Linked DNA regions of Mus musculus: all the other regions are linked to region 1. The links are chromatin contacts, called in public HiChIP or PLAC-seq and promoter capture Hi-C maps. All regions are on one chromosome and are shown on one strand. The core of a region is the stretch at or near the end of the contact, and the rest is flanking DNA. Distances in the headings are between cores, read along the strand shown. Region 1 holds the start of Pde2a (phosphodiesterase 2A, cGMP-stimulated). Region 2 holds the start of Folr1 (folate receptor 1 (adult)). Region 3 holds the start of Folr2 (folate receptor 2 (fetal)). Region 4 has its middle 20 kb from the start of Fchsd2.

Region 1 (4,207 bases), core at 1,066-3,565:
GATCACAGAACCCACACCTCACACTGAAAAAGTCACAAGGCTCACACCCACACCCACACTTCACACCACACTCAGACTCCATCTCCCACCGTGCACCTCACACACCTCACACTCACCTTCCTAGCCACAGATGCACGCACCCAACTAAACACACACATGCATGCGCACACACCACTCAGACACAGAAGCACATGTGCAGACATATTCTGCATAATTTGCATGCTTAATGTCAGACCAAAATATCACCCATTTGTAGACACACAAAGTCCTTCAGTCTGGAAACTGCTTTCTCCTGCCCACCCTCCAACCTGGTCAACCAGCTGCTGAGCGAACCGGACCCTGGGTTTTGGCTGCACCCGGTCTCATCCATAGTTGCACGAACAGTCACCACAGGCACATAGCACACAAACACTAACACACAGGCGTCCAAATATTTTCTCCAAGCAAACCCAGGATGTACCATAGTGACCCTAAGCTACCCAGGAGGCTAGAAGCACAGCCAGACATAAACCTCCACTCCTCTCTCACAGGACATCCATTCGAAACCAACAGGCCCATACTAGGACTCATTCTGACCACATACTGCAGAGAAATAGCATGTATAGCCACTTATTCAGTCTTCAACATGCAAGCTGTCCCTATAGCATCACAATGCCATGACAGACACAACTACATGCACACACCACAGTCACTCGCTGTGCTACAACTCCCACCCACGATCCTGCCACTGTAGTCACACAGAGCATGTAACACCACAGACTCACAATCTCCATACTGTCATCTCCCCATGCTAAATCTCACTCAAATGATGTGATTATACATAGCACAACATATATGATTACACACAAGGCACACTCAACACATGCTATGTACACAGGAACCCTCACATAAGCACATATACCCCAGACTCACCCATCCCTCACTACAGGTGAAGGACATTTACCCCCTCTCTCTATCCCCAAACCCAACTGCCCCAGTCACTACCAGGACAGCTGGGATAAGGAGATATCATGTATAAGTTATAAATACCAGTGTCCCACCTCACGATCCCTACCCACCATATATTTTGGGCACCCTGAGGGCAACGTTCTCCATGTTTAAGCCCTTGGACTTGAGTCCATCCTATGCCATACCTGAGAACACAGGCACAGGTGGAGGTCCTAGAGGCTCCAGCCCTGTCTTCTGAGCCGGTTCCCCCACGACCCAAAGTAGAGGCAGACATGTAGGGAAGGCATGGTCACAGAAAGACCCTAGCACAAAGATAGAGACCTACAGAAACTGAAGGGCTGAACAGACCAGGAGAGGTAGGCAGCCTGGAGCAACACACTAAACAAGAGAACAGCAGAGGGGCCAAAGGATGATGCACTCAGAAATTTGGGAACTGGAAGAATGATATGGGACTATCACATCTAGAGGCTGGGAGGCAACAGGAGGAGACTGGAGGTCTGTGTAAAAGATGAGGACTGGGAGGGGGCAGTCTGGCAGAGGAGAAGAGAGAATCTGGGTTTTAAAAGGGGGTTGGACCCTTGGGTTGGGTGGAAGATGGTGACTAGAATCTAGATGATTAGTAAGGATGGGGAGTAAGACTTTATAAAATAGAAGATAGAGGTTTGGGGGTGAGGTCCTACTTATGAGGTAAAGTTCTCTGCAGCCAGGGGCTTAGGGGATATGGGTGTGCCTGGAATCTGATATGTACAGTAGAGAGCCAGAGGTTTGAGAGGGGAGTGGGACTAACCTGGGAGGAGGGAACTCCGGGTTTATACAGAGCTGTTAATGTGGCTGAGGGGGGCAACGAGGATTAGGACTTCGGGGCTTGGGATGGAGGAGTTCTAGATGCGAAGCAGAGTCAGAATCTGGAGGGGCATTTGAACTATGAGCCGAAGAATCAAGGACCCCCTCTGGGTATGGCTGCAGTCCCATTCAGTACAAGACGGGTTCCAAACTAAGGGAAGGGTCCCCTCTTAAAGGAAGGTTCAGGAGAGAGTAGACCGTGGGGCAGACGACTGCAAGCTCTTCAGAAGACCGGGCCCTCACCGGGCTCTCCCTGGACACCCGCTTCTCCCTGTTACCCAGAATGGGGGGGGGGGGGGCCTCCTACCTGCAGGCTGTCGGCGCATGGCTGCGGCGGCGGCTCGTCCGGCTTGAGGAAGACCTGCTGGCCCCGCCTGAGGAATTGGACAACAGCGATGAGGATGTGGTGCAACACCAGGACCATGCTCGCAGCCGCCCGCCCGCCCCTCCAGCCCGGCCCGCTGCACTCGGTCAGCGCGTCCGCAACAGCTTCGCCGGTCCGCGCGAGGGTCCGCCCTGGTCCCGCCCCGCCCCCGCCCCCGTCCCGCCCCAGGCCTCCAGGCCCCGCCTACGTTTCTGCTACCGGGGACAGCACTTCAACGCCTTCCAAAGATCGGACCCCACCCGATCCCGGCCGGCTTGCTCCCTGCCAGGCCTTCACCCTCTCAAGTCTCCTGCAGCGGGTCGGCTACGAGGGCTCCCACTCCTCGGTCGCCTCTCAGCCTTCGCTGCCTTCCGCTTATCCCATTGTCACTCCTCCTATGTGGTAGGGCCCCTCCCAGAGTCCCGCGCACTGTCGCACCACATTCTCTCCCCATCACTTGGACTTCAGTAGCCCGGCCAGAACCCCGAGGCCGAGTCCAGCGCAGTGCGGGGAGAGGGGCCGCGGCCACAGTCCGGGAGCCCCGAGGTCCTTTCACTCCTTCCAGTACAGAGGGTAGAGGAAAGTGAGGGAGAAATTTAGAGGTCGCTCCAAAATGGGACGAGCCCTGAAGCGGTAGCAGATCTGTGAAGGAGACACGTGCGCCCTGACACACACAGGCGCACCGTTCCCAAATGTGGGGTGAGAGCACTGGGTTCCTAAGGCTACCAGATAGGCCTTCATCGGCGTCCCAGGAGGCTGAAAAGGGTGCAAGCCCCAGGGCCATCTAGTCCGCAGTTCCGCGGTGGGACCCCGAGAGCTGGGAGCGCATTTCTCTGCAGAGCCGCCTCTGTGCTCAGGCACTTGCAGCAGCCGTGACGCTCCTGCGCCCCCTGGTGTTCTATCGCAAAGGTGCACCCTGACCCCAGTAGGGGATGGCTGGAGGGATGAGGGGACATTTGTGTAACTTGGGTCAAACCCCTTGCCTGGACCAACCTGTTTTCTAGCCTCTGCTTGCTATAAGATGGGCTAAGGCACAGGACGAGTCTATATCAAATGGTGAATTTGGGTCTTCCTGGATTTTGCCAGTGTAACTTTAGCTTGATCCCCTTCCCATTGGGTGTCAGTTGTCCCACAGGGCTGCCAGAAGACAAAAACTTGGAATGATGGTGAGACAGACAGACTCCTGACAGCCCTCACTGTGACTTTCCCTGGTTCTCCTTTCTGCGCTACTGCCCCTCTTCCTGTACTTCCCTCTCCCCCCAGCCCTTGGAAGGTGACTCAGTGAGCCCCCTGCTCCTTGCCTCATAGATGTGATTCATTTGGGCCCTTTCCCCCTGGGGAGCAATTTCCCCAGTGTTGAGTCACTGAGCCCAGTGCTGGACACGGTCCCAGCACCTGGCACAGGCTTGGAAGTGTCCTAGCTGTCCCAGTAGCTCAAGGGGTGATCTTCCACACAAGGATTTTTCCCCCTCCTAGCTGAGCTTACAGCTTCCAGTGCTCAAACATCCTTAGTGGGGGTCTCTACCACGAGCACCATAAAACCTAAATCTCTCACTTGGCATTACAGACCTTCCACAGTTCAACCCTGATTATTGACCAGCTCTGACAACCCCCATCCCTTGTTTTTATACAGCCCTTTTCTTTTAGACAGCAGCTGCCTCATTCTTGCCTCCTGGTCTGTCATGGTGCCACCCTGTCACCTGCTAACCATTCAAGAGCAACTCAGAGGCCATCTGCTCCAAGACCCCTTTTCTGGATTCCACATCAGTGATCTAGGGGGGGCCTTTTTGTATCCTTCCTGGGAGTCATGTCTGGAGATGGGATCTAAGCCAATTGCTGCTGCTTCTTCTTCCTCTTCTTCTTCCTCTTCTTCTTTCTTCTTCTTCTTTCTTCTTCTTCCTCCTCCTCCTCATCCTCCTCCTCTTCTTCTTCCTCCTCTTCCCCTTCCTCCTCCTCCTCCTCTTCTTCTTCTCCTCCTCCTCCTTCTTCCTTCTTCCTTCTTCTTCCTCTTCTTCTTCTTTTCTTCTTTCTTCTTTCTTCTTTCTTCTTCTT
Region 2 (4,207 bases), core at 948-3,447, 420 kb before region 1:
TTGCAGTTTGAGGTGTGAGCTCTCAGTTGTCAACTTCTACCTTCAGCGTCCATGCCTGCCTGTTCTTACACTCCCCCACCACAATGGGACTTCCTACCCCTCTCAAATGTAAACCCCAAATAATCCCTCCCTTCTATAAGTTGCCTTGGTCAGGATGTTTTATCACAGCAACAGAAAAGTAACTAAAGACAGACCTCAGCCTACAGCTGCCCACTAAAACAACTTCACCATCAGCCTAAGGAAGCCACCTGTAGTCTCTGAGAAGAGATGTCATACTGTATTCTTGCTCTCCACTTCTCAAAATGTGCACATCTGAAGCAGGAGAGAGACAATGCCATTTTATCGCAGATAAGAGGTGCTGGGGAGTTAAAGAATCCAGGTGTTCATCCTGTCAGTAATGGAACACAAATGATAGTCTCAGCTTAATGGACAGGATGTGACTGGAAAGAATCCCTTGCAAAGGTCTTGTGGGGACAGTGGGGACAGTGGGGACATATATATCCAAGAGTCAGCAATAAGGTTGCGCTTGCTTGTAAAGAAGTACAAGCAGAATTCTAGTGGACAGAGCTGGAAATGATCAGAAACACAGACTTGTGGGGGCTGGAGAGATGGCTCAGAGGTTAAGAGCACTGACTGCTCTTCCAGAGGTCCTGAGTTCAATTCCTAGTAACCACATGGTGGCTCACAACCATCTGTAATGAGATCTCATATCCTTTTCTGGGGAGTCTGAAGACAGCTACAGTGTACTTACATATATAATAAATAAATGTAGCCGGGCGTGGTGGCACACGCCTTTAATCCCAGCACTCGGGAGGCAGAGGCAGGCAGATTTTTGAGTTCAAGGCCAGCCTGGTCTACAAAGTGAGCTCCAGGACAGCCAGGGCTATACAGAGAAACCCTGTCTCGAAAAACCAAAAAAGCAAAAAAAAAAAAAAAAAATGTTTAGAAAGAGAGAAAGAAAGAAAGAAAGAAAGAAAGAAAGAAAGAAAGAAAGAAAGAAAGAAAGAAAGGCAGACTTTTATCCCAACAGTCGGGAGGCAGAGGGCAGGTGGATCTCTGAGTTCGAGGCCAGCCTGGTCTACAGAGTGAGTTCCAGAGCAGCCAGGGCTACACATAGAAACCCTGTCTCAAAAAGAAAAGAAAAAAAAAATCAGGCAGGAGAAGTAGTGTGGAGTCATAAGCCTTAGAATGCTGCTCCAGGATGCCTGATAGACTTCTCTCAAGCAAACGAACGACACCAGACTTGTAGACAAACTCCAGTGTCCACAGCCCTGAACAGTGTGAATGGCGCACATCGGGGGCCCGATACTCACCAAAGCTCAGGATTCTCTCCCCTGCAATCTGGAGGCCTTCTCTTGCTTCCTGGCCTTTAATCCCACTGTTGGATGTGGGGGGTTGTCAAACACCTTCCTGTTTTTTCAGCCTGGTCACAAGACACTAGCAGGCTGGGCCAGACTAGACACTGACAGTCAGTTTTGCTGATAATAAGCTGCTATCTCAGGGAGATACTTCTTGGACTGGCTCCAAGGTGACTGTGAAATTCTGTCCCTCCCTAGTGGTCAAATGATCTCAACACTTAGGCTCCGGATGGGTACAACACTTCAACATTCAGGGCATTAGGGCTCAAATGCAGTCAAATAGCTGATGGAGGTCCTACACAAGCTGCCTAGCTCTCCTAGCATCCCCCAGTCTCTGCTTGTTTTCAGGATCCTCCTGGTTGGCGTGCCTGGTTCCCTGACCTAAACCTTCTCCAGCCCAGGGCCTGGGCCACCCTTCTTCTAGTGGTTCTTCTCTATAGAATGCAGTCATTTTGGCTAAGCTGGTCTTTTTACCCTTTTGCACTTTTGGTCTCATGGCTTTCCCCTCTCCCCTCCCATGACCCAGCTCAGGGTCTTGTTCACTCTGGGCCCTTCCAAATGCTTTTCTGGCTAGGCTCTTCTCCATATCTACAATAAACTTTCTCCTCCACCATACCTAGGGGCTGTCATGGCCTCCTTTTTATTTCTTTTTTTCCTCACTCAGGCAGGAGCTGAGGCAGGGCAGGGTGTTCACTCCAGGCCCCAGCTCAATCTTCACCTCAAATCCTCACTGGAAAGGTTAATTATTCAGAAGCTGTAGAGCTCAGGAGCATCACCCAGGGGGCAAACCTCACTCTTGCAATAGAGGAGCCATAAAGGCCAGTTAATAATCAGCCCCGGGGCAGAGACAGCTTAGAAGGGCCTCCAGCTTTAGGCTTTATAGATACCTGGCCCACCCTTCCCCAGTCAGCAGGCTGATCTGGAAGTATAAACAAGAAAGGAGGCTGACGGCTCTAGAAGTCCCCAACCTGTTGTGATCTTCAGTAGACAAACACTCCTGGTGTGTCACAGGATTCAGGTACATGGCAGTGGCCAGGGCGAAGGGTAGCAAGACAGAACCAGGGACCTCCTGGGAGCCTGTCTCTCTTTGTAGGGCCTTGTTCTTTGGCTAATTTTCCCCCAGAGTCCAAATTGCCTCCTCTCTCTCCTTCCTCCTTCCCTTCTTCCTTGCCTTCCTTCCCCTCCTTCCTTTTCTCTTTCTCCTGACATTCACCAATGTAGTGGTCTCTACTATCTCACTTAAATTTCGGTTGAGACAGCTCCCACATCTATGTCCAATTTGGAGCCTTCCTCTGGGGCCACACACGCACAGGTAACTGATCAACAACTCCGAGTCTCCTGCTCAAATCTACTCCCCACTCCTTTATCCAACAGCAGCGCCATCCTGGGCTCCCAGTAAGGGATGGGTGGGGGACGGGGTCCTGTTTTGGCTGCAGTGAAATGTGGGTGATGTCAAAATTAGCTCAGATCCTTAAGGGTTCCCCCCACGCCCCCACGCCTGTAAAGATCTGTCACAGGAGTGGGAGGTGAGCAAGTGGAGAAGGAAAGGAAGCCTGGGCTTCCACAGCACTGAGGCTCTCGTCAGAAAGGTTAGGCCATCAGGGTCTTGTGACTGGAAGTGGGTGATAGCCTGGCTGGTGAGGTTGGGGGAACTTGTAGCTGAGAGAAGTTGGGGACATGGGATCTTCTGATTCTATACAACAGGCCTGGAAGTTGCAAGCCTGTGTTCTAGTGACAGTCCTGCCATTGGCTCTGGTGTGGTCCTCTGGGGCTCATCCTATTCATGTGTATAATAGGACATGGGTGTTGGTAGTGGATGGATTATTTTAAAGGATCTTAGCAGCTCAAGACACAATGTGAGGTGTTTGTTTGTTTGAGACAGGGTCTTTCAGTGTAGCCTTGACTATCCTGGAACTCTCTCTGTAGATCAGGCTGGTCTCAAACTTACAAAGATCTGCCTGCCTCTGCTTCCCGAGTGCAGGGATTAAAGGCATGCACCACCACAGCCCGGCTGTTTGTTTATTTATTTGCAATGCTGGGATTGAAACTGGGGCTTCACACATACTAGGCATGTGCCACCACCCAGCTGTTTGTTTATTTGTTTACTTGCAATGCTGGGGATTGAACCCAGGGCCTCACACATGCTAGGCCAGCCTTTGCCATACACATCCCAAGAACGGAGCCTGTACTATTAATCGCATCCCTACAGAGGCCTGCTGTTGCACACATGCAATAATTAACAGCTGAATGGCCTCGCCCAATCTCAGGCTCCATTCCTGGGCTGCATTCCCACTACCTGCTCCACACAGCTCTGTTTCCTAGGCCACTAAACCTCGGCCGGCTGTCTCCTGGAATGAAGAAAGCAAAGGAAGCCTAGAGTGGAGACAAAGAAGCCCGAGGCACTCTGAGAGCTGCCATCTTTTCCTTGTTTGCCGCCTGACACTTCTCAGCAGGATCCACATACCCTAAGGTACTCCCCAGCGTGTGTTAAAGAATTTGCTGATTTGGAAATGATGATAGGTCAGAGCACAGCCGGCCCAAGGGTCCACTGTAAGATAGTGTAGGTGGAGTCTGTCCTTCAGCCTAGCACTGAGCTCTCGACTCTCCCAGTCTGGGAATCCTAGGTGGATGCAGGTGTGGTAATGGTGGGGTAGTGTCCCATGTGGACCAGGATCAGAAAGCTTGACTAGGAATGTGGTGAAGACTTTGTAGGACTGTGGCTCATGGGAAGATGGAGAACACTGACTGGAGGGAGTTAAAAAGGAAAAAAGTTAAAAAAACCCAAAAAACAAAAACCACTGACTGGTCAAGATTCAAATGGGGGAGGGGGACTCAGCAAGGACTTAGAA
Region 3 (4,207 bases), core at 832-3,331, 390 kb before region 1:
CCAGAAGAGGGCCACAACTCTCATTACGTCCCATGTGGTTGCTGGGATTTGAACTCAGGTCCTTTGGTAGAACAGTCAGTGTTCTTACCCATCGATCCATCTCACCAGCCCCACTTTTTTTTTCTTGTTACCTGTGGATCAAGATGTAGAACTCAGGGTCAGAGAGATGCCTTACCGGTTACCAGGAATGGATGCTCTTTCAGAGGTGCTGAGTTCAATTCTCAGCAACACATGTTGACTCACAACCATCTATAATGTGATTAGTGCCCTTTTTTGGCATGCAGGTATACATGCAGATAGAGCACACACACATATGTGTGTGTGCACGAACAGAAATAATATACATGGGGCCTAGCAAACACAGAAGTGGATGCTCACAGTCAGCTATTGGATGGATCACAGGGCTCCCAATGGAGGAGCTAGAGAAAGTAGCCAAGGAGCTAAAGGGATCTGCAACCCTATAGGTGGAACATTATGAACTATCCAGTACCCCGGAGCTCTTGACTCTAGCTGCATATGTATCAAAAGATGGCCTAGTCGGCCATCACTGGAAAGAGAGGCCCATTGGACACGCAAACTGTATATGCCCCAGTACAGGGGAACGCCAGGGCCAAAAAAAAAAAAAATGGGAATGAGTGGGTAGGGAAGTGGGGGGGAGGGTATGGGGGACTTTTGGGATAGCATTGGAAATGTAATTGAGGAAAATATGTAATTAAAAAAAAAAAGAAATAATATACATTTTTTTTGTTTGTTTTTGTTTTTCGAGACAGGGTTTCTCTGTATAGCCCTGGCTGTCCTGGAACTCACTTTGTGGACCAGGCTGGCCTCAAACTCAGAAATCCACCTGCCTCTGTCTCCCGAGTGCTGGGTTAAAGGCGTGTGTCACCACGCCCAGCAATATACATATTTTATATATAAAAAGAAATCTTTTTTAAAAAGGCATATAGAACTCTCAGCCTCTTTTCCTTCACCATGTCTGTCTTCATGCTGCCATGTTTCCCACCATGATGACAATGGACTGAACCTCTGAAACTGTAAGCCAGCCCCAGTGTTTCCTTATAAGAGTTGCCATGGTCATGGTGTCTCTTCACAGCAATAGAAACCCTAACTAAGACACACACATTTAGACAAAATACTCATACATTTAAAATAAAAATAAATAGCAAGTAGTGGTGACATACACCTTTAGTCCTAGCACTAGGGAGGCAGAGGCAGGTAGATTTCTAAGTTCAAGGCCAGCCTGGTCTACAGAGTGAGTTCCAGGGTAGCCAGAATCACACAGAGAAACCATGTCCTGAAAACCAAAATAATAATGACAATAATATAAATGGTTGAGATATTGTTATTATCACACTAAAGACAATTTAAGTTTTTCTGTATCCCAGAGAAAAATCTGTCAACTTCTATCCATGTCCACTCTCAACATAAGTTGACAGAAATCATTTAAGCCTATGAAGGATGCATCAGGCTTTTACAATGTGTATTTCTCAAAAATGTTCTGGGAAGCCAATAACAATCTGGTAAGGTCTGGTGACTCCTGAGATCTCTCACAGGGCCCTGTTGGTATTACCTTACAGCCTGGCTTCCTCTCAGCCTTGGATGTACCTCTGTCAGCCTGGCTTCCCCTCAGCCGGGGGGATACCTCTATCTAGCTAGCCTTGTCACAGGAACCACCCTGAGTACACTTCAGATTCGCTTGGGATGGGCAGTTGTCCAGATGCTAGTGGTTGTGAATCCTGGAGTGAGCAACTCAACAAGAGGAAAGGGGCTGAAGGGATGGTGCTTCAGCAGTCATGAGCACCTCCTACTTTTCCACAGGGCTAGAGATTTGGTCCCCCGTGTTCAGTTAGCCTGGCTCACAACCACCTGTAATTCCAGCTCCAGTGGATCCCATGTCCTCGTCTGACCATCACGGACACTGTATACACATGGAACATGTACATAAGTAAAAATAATAAAAGAATTAAAGTGAAGAGATGAATGAAAACAGCAAAGACTAGACCAAATGACTCATGGGAGCCCAGAACAGGGTGGAGTCAACCAGAGAAGGAAGAAAGCAAGTGCTGAATGGGGATATTTTATTCCGTGCTTACCAAAGCTTCTATGTGGGGCTGTGGACGAAGACTGTAGAGACTACCCAGAGTCTGACCTAGGGAGAGGCCAACTCGGATACCCCTATGTGCGCTCCCAGAAGCTAAGGACATTGAGGTAAGATCTTCCAAGTGGGGAGAGGATGACAAGGACATATAGGGTACTTGGCAGGTTTGTGCTAAGAAGGAACATATTTCTCAGTCAAAATTTAAACCTCTAAAAACTTCCCACATTATATTATTGAATGAATAGTTGATTGGCTGTGTTTGTGTGTGTATGTATGTATGTATGTATGTATGTATGTACGTATGTATGTATGTATAAGTAAGTGTACGTGGGGATTCAGCTCTTTACTGCTACCACATGGGTTCCAGGGATTGAACGCAGGTCATTAGATTTGATGGCAAGGGTCTTAACATGCTAATATATCTCGCCAGATCCAAGAGATTTTATACTGTCCTTCAGCACTGTCCTTCAGTTCTTTTTGTTTTTTTGTTTTTTGTTTTGTTTTGTTTTTGGTTTTTCGAGACAGGGTTTCTCTGTGTAGCCCTGGCTGTCCTGGAACTCACTCTGTAGACCAGGCTGGCCTTGAACTCAGAAATCCACCTGCCTCTGCCTCCCAAGTGCTGGGTTTAAAGGCGTATGCCACCACAGCCCGGCTCCTTCGGTTCTTTAGGTCATTATTTTTTGGGGTAGGGGGACAAACAAATTCTCACTATGTATCACAGATTGGCCTAGACCCCACAAGCCTTCCCCCTTCCCGTCCTCCATGTCCTGGGGTTGCAGGCGTGTCTCACCAATTGCAGCTGGACTTGTTTTGTGTGTTTCCTTTTGAGAGGTTTCGGTCGGGTCGGGTGCTTTTGCTGCAGATGCCACTGTCAGGATGGGCTGTCAGGGCAGAATGGCTTTTGGAGACCAGGAAAGGAAAATACTGAGGAAGCAAAACTTTACAAAGCAGCACTCTTTCTTGTGTACCCTCTAACCACACCATCCTGTGGGCTGTCACTTGGTCCTCCTGCCAATCTGGAGAACTTGGCAGGGCTGGGTCACCACCTCCCTCAGGGCTAACAGGATTTCTAGGCTGACATGATGACCCAGCTGATACAGAGTGGAGTGCCGAGAACCTCCTGTGACAGGATGAAGGATCTGTGTGTCCCTGGCCCTTGTCAAGGTAGCAAGCAGCAGGAACCTGAACTATTTAACTATGTGTCATAAAGTCTGGAAATAAGATGAAAGCATGGGGCATCCCATCTTCTCTAGGTTGGAAAGCTTTGCTTCTTTTATAACCCCCCTCCCCAATGCCATGGGGCCATGGGATAAAAGAGTCTCCTTGCTGACCTCTATTCCAGCTTCAGGGAGCCTGAGGACATGAATGCTGAAGGAGAAGGGACTGATCTAATCTTTCACTATAGGGACAGAGAGTCTGAGTCAGGGAATAAATGAAGTCCCTCCCCCCTCTGGTCTAGGTCTCCCTAACTTTAGCTCCCTCTGCACAGACAGAAAGACATGGCCTGGAAACAGACACCACTCTTGCTTTTGGTCTACATGGTCACAACAGGCAGTGGCCGGGACAGAACAGACCTACTCAACGTTTGCATGGATGCCAAACACCATAAGACAAAGCCGGGCCCCGAGGACAAGCTGCATGACCAGGTTCTGTGGGAGTGTGGTCCTGATGGGAGGGTGATAGAGGGCAGGGTGGGGTTAGTGAGCAGCCAGACACACCCACACCCTGAGCTCTTGTTGGCAGAGATGGCTTGGTGGAAAGTAGTGAGGTGATTTTCTGAGGGCTGTCCCCAGAAGAGGACACAGTGGTGGCAATGAAGCAGTTGATCATTAGAAGCCTCTAATTAGAGGCCACGTGAGGTCATGTGATGATAATCTCTATCTCTCTCAAATAAGGGCCCGTGGAAGCACAGGGACTCACTCTCACAGGTTAGACACACCTGATTTTTTTTTTTTTTTTTTTTTGAGAGCATTGGTGTTTTGCCTACATATGTGTTGGATCCTCTGGAACTGGAGTTACAGACAGTTGTGAGCTGCCATGTGGGTGCTGGGATCGAACCCAGGAACAGCCAGTGCTCTTAACCACTGAGCCATCTTCCCAGCTTCCAAC
Region 4 (4,207 bases), core at 517-3,016, 360 kb after region 1:
TGATGCAGGAGGCCTGATTTCAACACAATTCTTTGCCTTTCCTCAAGTTTTATCAGCTAACAACCCTCCTGGGGGAATTCTATCTATGTAGAATCTATAGTCGGCCCTAGAGCTATCTGGCTTTCTCTCTCCCCACCCGATAGAGAACAACTGCATAGAGAGATAGTGACTATCCAGTGTGGACTGCCGCACTAGTGTGGAGCTCAGAAAACAGCTTTGTGGAGTCGGTTCTGTTCTTCCACTTTCTTGTGGGTCCAGGGGATTGAACTTGGGTCCTCAGTTTTATACAGCAAGTGCCTTTTACTGACTAAGCCATCATGCCAGCCCCATGGAGGCCTTTCTGTAGGCAATGACCATGACCTAAGATAGAACATCTCCTTTCAACTACATCAAATAACTCATTTATTGGCCATGTTGGGGATCAAGTGCTAGGGCTTTCACATGCTAGGCAAGTGTCCTACCACTGAATCACTTTTAACACTCTATTGTTTTGTTCTGCCTTACAATGTTGCTTTTGGATTGTGGCTTAAACCCAGGAACTCTCAAACATACCAGGAAAGTTCCCTACCACAGGGTTTCGTCCCCAGACCAGCTCTCCACTTTTTAAAATTAATTGATTTATTAATTATGTTTTGAGACAGAGACTTACTATTTAGTCCTGGTGGGCCTGGCGATCACAATGTAAACCATTCTGTCCCCAAACTTATAGAGATCTGCCTGCCTCTGTCTCCTTAGGACTGGAACTCAAGGTGTGAGCCACCGCACCCAGCTTTATTTATTTATTTATTTTTTATTTTTTTGAAACGGGGTCTTGCTCTATAACACTGGCTGACCTGCTACCTGCTATGTAGTCCAGGGTAACCCCAAACTCACCACACTCCGGCTTCCTCAGCCTCCCCAGGGCTGCGATTATAGATGTACACTACCATGCCTGGCTCATTTCTCCAATCTAAAAGTCATGAAACTGTAACTACCCCAAAGCCAATGCCTTCCTTGCTCAAGGTCACATAGTGAATTAAGAGAGTGGTTGTTCGCCCCTAGCATCTGGAGCCAGAGGTAAAATTGATATCATTTGTAGAACTAGGCTGGGGCAGGGGTGTTGCTGGAGAGGGATCAAAAAGCTAAGAACGTAGAGCAGGATGCAATCAGGAGGGTGTGGCCTTCTCCCACACCACGAAGCAGAAGAGACAGGAACTCCCAGCAGAGTGGGTGCCAGCTCATTGTTTCAGGATGGCAAGAATTGATGAAGGCACAGTGTCATGGCAGCTGACCCTGGGCTAGAATGCAAAGCTTCTCTCTCCCATTGGGGTCCTATCTACTCATCTCTACTCACTAATGTGACCCCTGGGTGGGATATCTTTCCAGTGCCTTGGAGACTCAGGGTTCCTCTGGTCTCTGTTGTTAGAAGTTTCCAATTGATAAGCTAGGCAGTCAGACTGGACTCAAAGCCCAGGTCTCCAGGCGCCATACAGAAGAGAGGCACCTGGGGAGCGGGTAGAGAGGGTCTTGGACAGGTCTTTGGATATTAGTTTTCTCATCTTTCCCGAGGAAGACCTGGAGTCAGCAGTCTATGAGGTCTGGCCCCCTTTGCTGTGCAAGGGTAGGGAGGTGGGGCTGAGCTCCTGGTGGGCTGGTGGGTGGGAGGCAGAGGAAGTGGCAGGAGCCACCCTAGGCTGCCCATGTCTGTCTGGGCTGACCCATTACAGGCAGGGAAATCACAGACTCAGCGCTCAGACATCTGGGAGGCTCTGGGCAGCCTGGGTATTTTTAGAAGGCCAGACATGCCCAGAATCCTGGGCGTTGCTGAGCCAGAAAATCAAGGAGAACAGCAGAGAGCAAACCAAAAGCAGTGGCCTGAGCCCTGAGATCAGCTGGCCCGGCTTTTCCCAAGATCCCTGCTAGGCCTACTGTATGCACTTGTCCCTTTGATTGTCACTGGATCCTGCTTCCTTTTGCGTATTCAGGTGCAGACCTATGGCACAGTCCAGACCTGCTTAGAGTCCTTGCCCTCCACCAATTTACTTAGGCAGCTATTTGGTACCTTTTCTGGTTCAGATGAACTTCTGGACCCCAGGGACATATAAATGACAGGAGCGATCTTCCCATTGTTTGTGGGTAATGAAAATGCCAGTGTCCTGAGATCACTGTGGGAGAGAAGGAAGTTGGATCTGGAGGAACTCTCAGGACTTCCACAAGAATCAGATAATAATCTAGAGAGGAAAATGCCAACTTCCAGCTGTGGGGCTAACACTGTGGAGTGATTACCAGTCCTTTTCAGACCCAGGCCTTTTCCTCTTATATTGTTTCTGAAACAGGACATTTCAGAGGTGGGGTAGCCAGGTGTGGTGGTACTTGCCTGTAATCCAAGCACCCAGGAGGCTGAAGCAGGAACATAAAGTCTGAGGCCAGCCCAGCCTGAGCTAGAGTTAGTTGAAAGTAAACCTAAGCAATGTAATGAGGCCCTGTCTCAAAAAGGCATCAAGAGAAGGGGGAAGGGCGCAAACAGTGCAATAAAGGGTAACGCAACCCCTTCCCACACTTATCTACCAGAAAACATGCCTAGCTTGCAATGGTAACCGGAAAGAATGGTTGTCCCTGCACCCTTCCCCTAATTTTATCTCCACAAACTTCTCCAGGTAAGTCCACTCCATCACATTGCAGACAAGAACCCAAGTCCTGCAAGGGGCTTCTCTAGCCCAGGTGGACTCTGAGCTATCTGGATCTGCATGTCCTTGTGTGATAGAAAGCACAGGAAGGATACTGCCAGGCTTGTGTTTCAAAGGGAGAGGACTGGGGTGGTGGGTGAGCACAGGGCAGGGGTGCATCCTCCCACCCCACCCTTGCCACAGTTCTGTAGCACAACTGCGTCTTCAGTTTAGACCTGGAATGCCCCTGGGTCTCTTCTCTGTAGCTTTCTACCTAGGATTTTTTCCAGTGTCTCACTAGCTAAAGTTCTCTGCCTTATTTGTGATATCTGTGACTTTTCTACCTAAATTATTAAATTTGCTACTTGTACTATAATGATGACCTAAGCAAATTAATAAAACATTCTGGCTAAATGCAGAGTGTCTCACCAAGAGGGTTCTTCTTTGTCAACACCCATGGCCAGCCTTATCAGCAAGCTGGGGCCATCTCCTAAGGTGACTGCCTGGCAGCATCTTATATGGAAACTTATCAAGTTTGAGACTTCCTGCTCTAGCCAAAGGGATTGCTTCTTCCCTGCGAGGTGCTGCTATGAGGTCTGTTCCCAAGTCACTGAGCAACCTTTGAGTCTCTCAGTCTGGGTCTGAGATTCTTCACTGTAAAATAGAAAATGGAGCTAGGCAAAACCTACAGCCCCTTCTGGTTCCAACACACTAGGATTTCACATTGCAATGGAGTCATTTTTCCATATTCTCCTTGGGTCCCCTGGCTGACCTGGGTACCGTCGTGGGGAACTAAAGGCAGAAAAGTGGTGTTTCTAGGAGGCCGGGTGTCTGCCAGGTATGAAGGGAACAGCTCAGAGAAGGTTAGGATCATCAGGAAGAAAGCCATGAGCTGGACATTGTGAGTAGAGACCCAGCCCCAGCTGTTCAGGATCACTTCCAGGGGTGGAGCATCCTGAGCTCCTGGAAAGACAGAGCCCAGCGTAGCCCTCTGAAGTATACTGATGAAACACTCAACACCAACTCAACCCTGGCAAGGACTCAAAGCCACTCTCCCCATCTCCATCCTGGTTAACACAGGTTGCTCTCGGCTCAGGAGACTGGCAGTGCCAGGACTACCTCCTTCCCAGTATCCTCATTCCCTCCATCCTTCACTCCCACCCTGGGGCCCACCCAATGCCCAAAGGTGGTCTAGACTTCAAATTAAGAGTCTGTTGAGAAGCCCTCCCAGTTCTCCCATCCTAAGCAGGGTGAGGCCCTTTACTCAATTGACTGACTTTCTTTCTTTCTTTCTTTCTTTCTCTCTCTCTCTCTCTCTCTCTCTCTCTCTCTCTCTCTCTCTCTCTCCCCTCCCTCCCTCCCTTCCTTCCTTTCTCTTTCTCTCTCTCTTTCTTTCTTTCTTATTGGTTATTTATTTGCATTTCAAATATTATCGCCCTTCCTGGTTTCCCCTCTACAACCCCCCTATCCCATCCTCCCTCCTCTCTGCTTCTATGAGGGTGCTCCCCCACCCACCCTCTTTTCCATGAGCTTGGTCTGTCCTTCCACTGAGCCACTGTCAC

What was found. HiChIP or PLAC-seq counts read pairs in DNA pulled down with a chosen protein or histone mark. Capture Hi-C pulls out chosen DNA fragments and counts their contacts.
Region 2: a contact with region 1 is called in a promoter capture Hi-C map of pancreatic islet. The contact joins the promoter of Folr1 here to the promoter of Pde2a in region 1. A contact is called at or near these places in 2 of 39 promoter capture datasets (hippocampal neurons and liver), 1 of 484 Hi-C or Micro-C datasets (Th1 cells) and 4 of 9 other capture datasets (adipose tissue, liver, macrophages and 1 more).
Region 3: a promoter capture Hi-C map of pancreatic islet shows a contact between it and region 1. The contact joins the promoter of Folr2 here to the promoter of Pde2a in region 1. A contact is called at or near these places in 3 of 39 promoter capture datasets (the C10 cell line, cranial neural crest and hematopoietic stem and progenitor cells) and 2 of 9 other capture datasets (macrophages and pancreatic islet).
Region 4: an H3K27ac HiChIP or PLAC-seq map of microglia shows a contact between it and region 1, with 4 times the contacts expected there. The contact joins the enhancer-like site here to the promoter of Pde2a in region 1. A contact is called at or near these places in 6 of 115 datasets of contacts at active chromatin or transcription factors (bone marrow-derived macrophages, embryonic stem cells, forebrain and 3 more).

The regions. Positions count from the first base shown.
Region 1 is chr7:101,449,360-101,453,566 of GRCm38.p6, reverse strand. It overlaps Pde2a (phosphodiesterase 2A, cGMP-stimulated), which reads right to left and starts at 2,315. Exons shown (of 30, transcript NM_001143849.2): 1 at 2,099-2,315. The coding sequence starts at 2,215.
Region 2 is chr7:101,868,778-101,872,984 of GRCm38.p6, reverse strand. It overlaps Folr1 (folate receptor 1 (adult)), which reads left to right and starts at 2,197. Exons shown (of 7, transcript NM_001252554.1): 1 at 2,197-2,376; 2 at 3,681-3,828. It overlaps Gm35597 (a long non-coding RNA gene), which reads right to left and starts at 2,274. Exons shown (of 3, transcript XR_378387.3): 1 at 1,314-2,274; 2 at 249-388.
Region 3 is chr7:101,843,205-101,847,411 of GRCm38.p6, reverse strand. It overlaps Folr2 (folate receptor 2 (fetal)), which reads left to right and starts at 2,081. Exons shown (of 5, transcript NM_008035.2): 1 at 2,081-2,208; 2 at 3,588-3,744. The coding sequence starts at 3,598.
Region 4 is chr7:101,086,415-101,090,621 of GRCm38.p6, reverse strand. No RefSeq gene overlaps it. Among named protein-coding and RNA genes, the nearest start is that of Fchsd2, 20 kb to the left of the region's middle. Within about 2 kb of position 1,766, at least 50 of the 459 cell types and tissues checked have an H3K27ac peak or open chromatin away from gene starts, as enhancers often do. A contact at or near this core is called in bone marrow-derived macrophages and microglia, where this site is marked.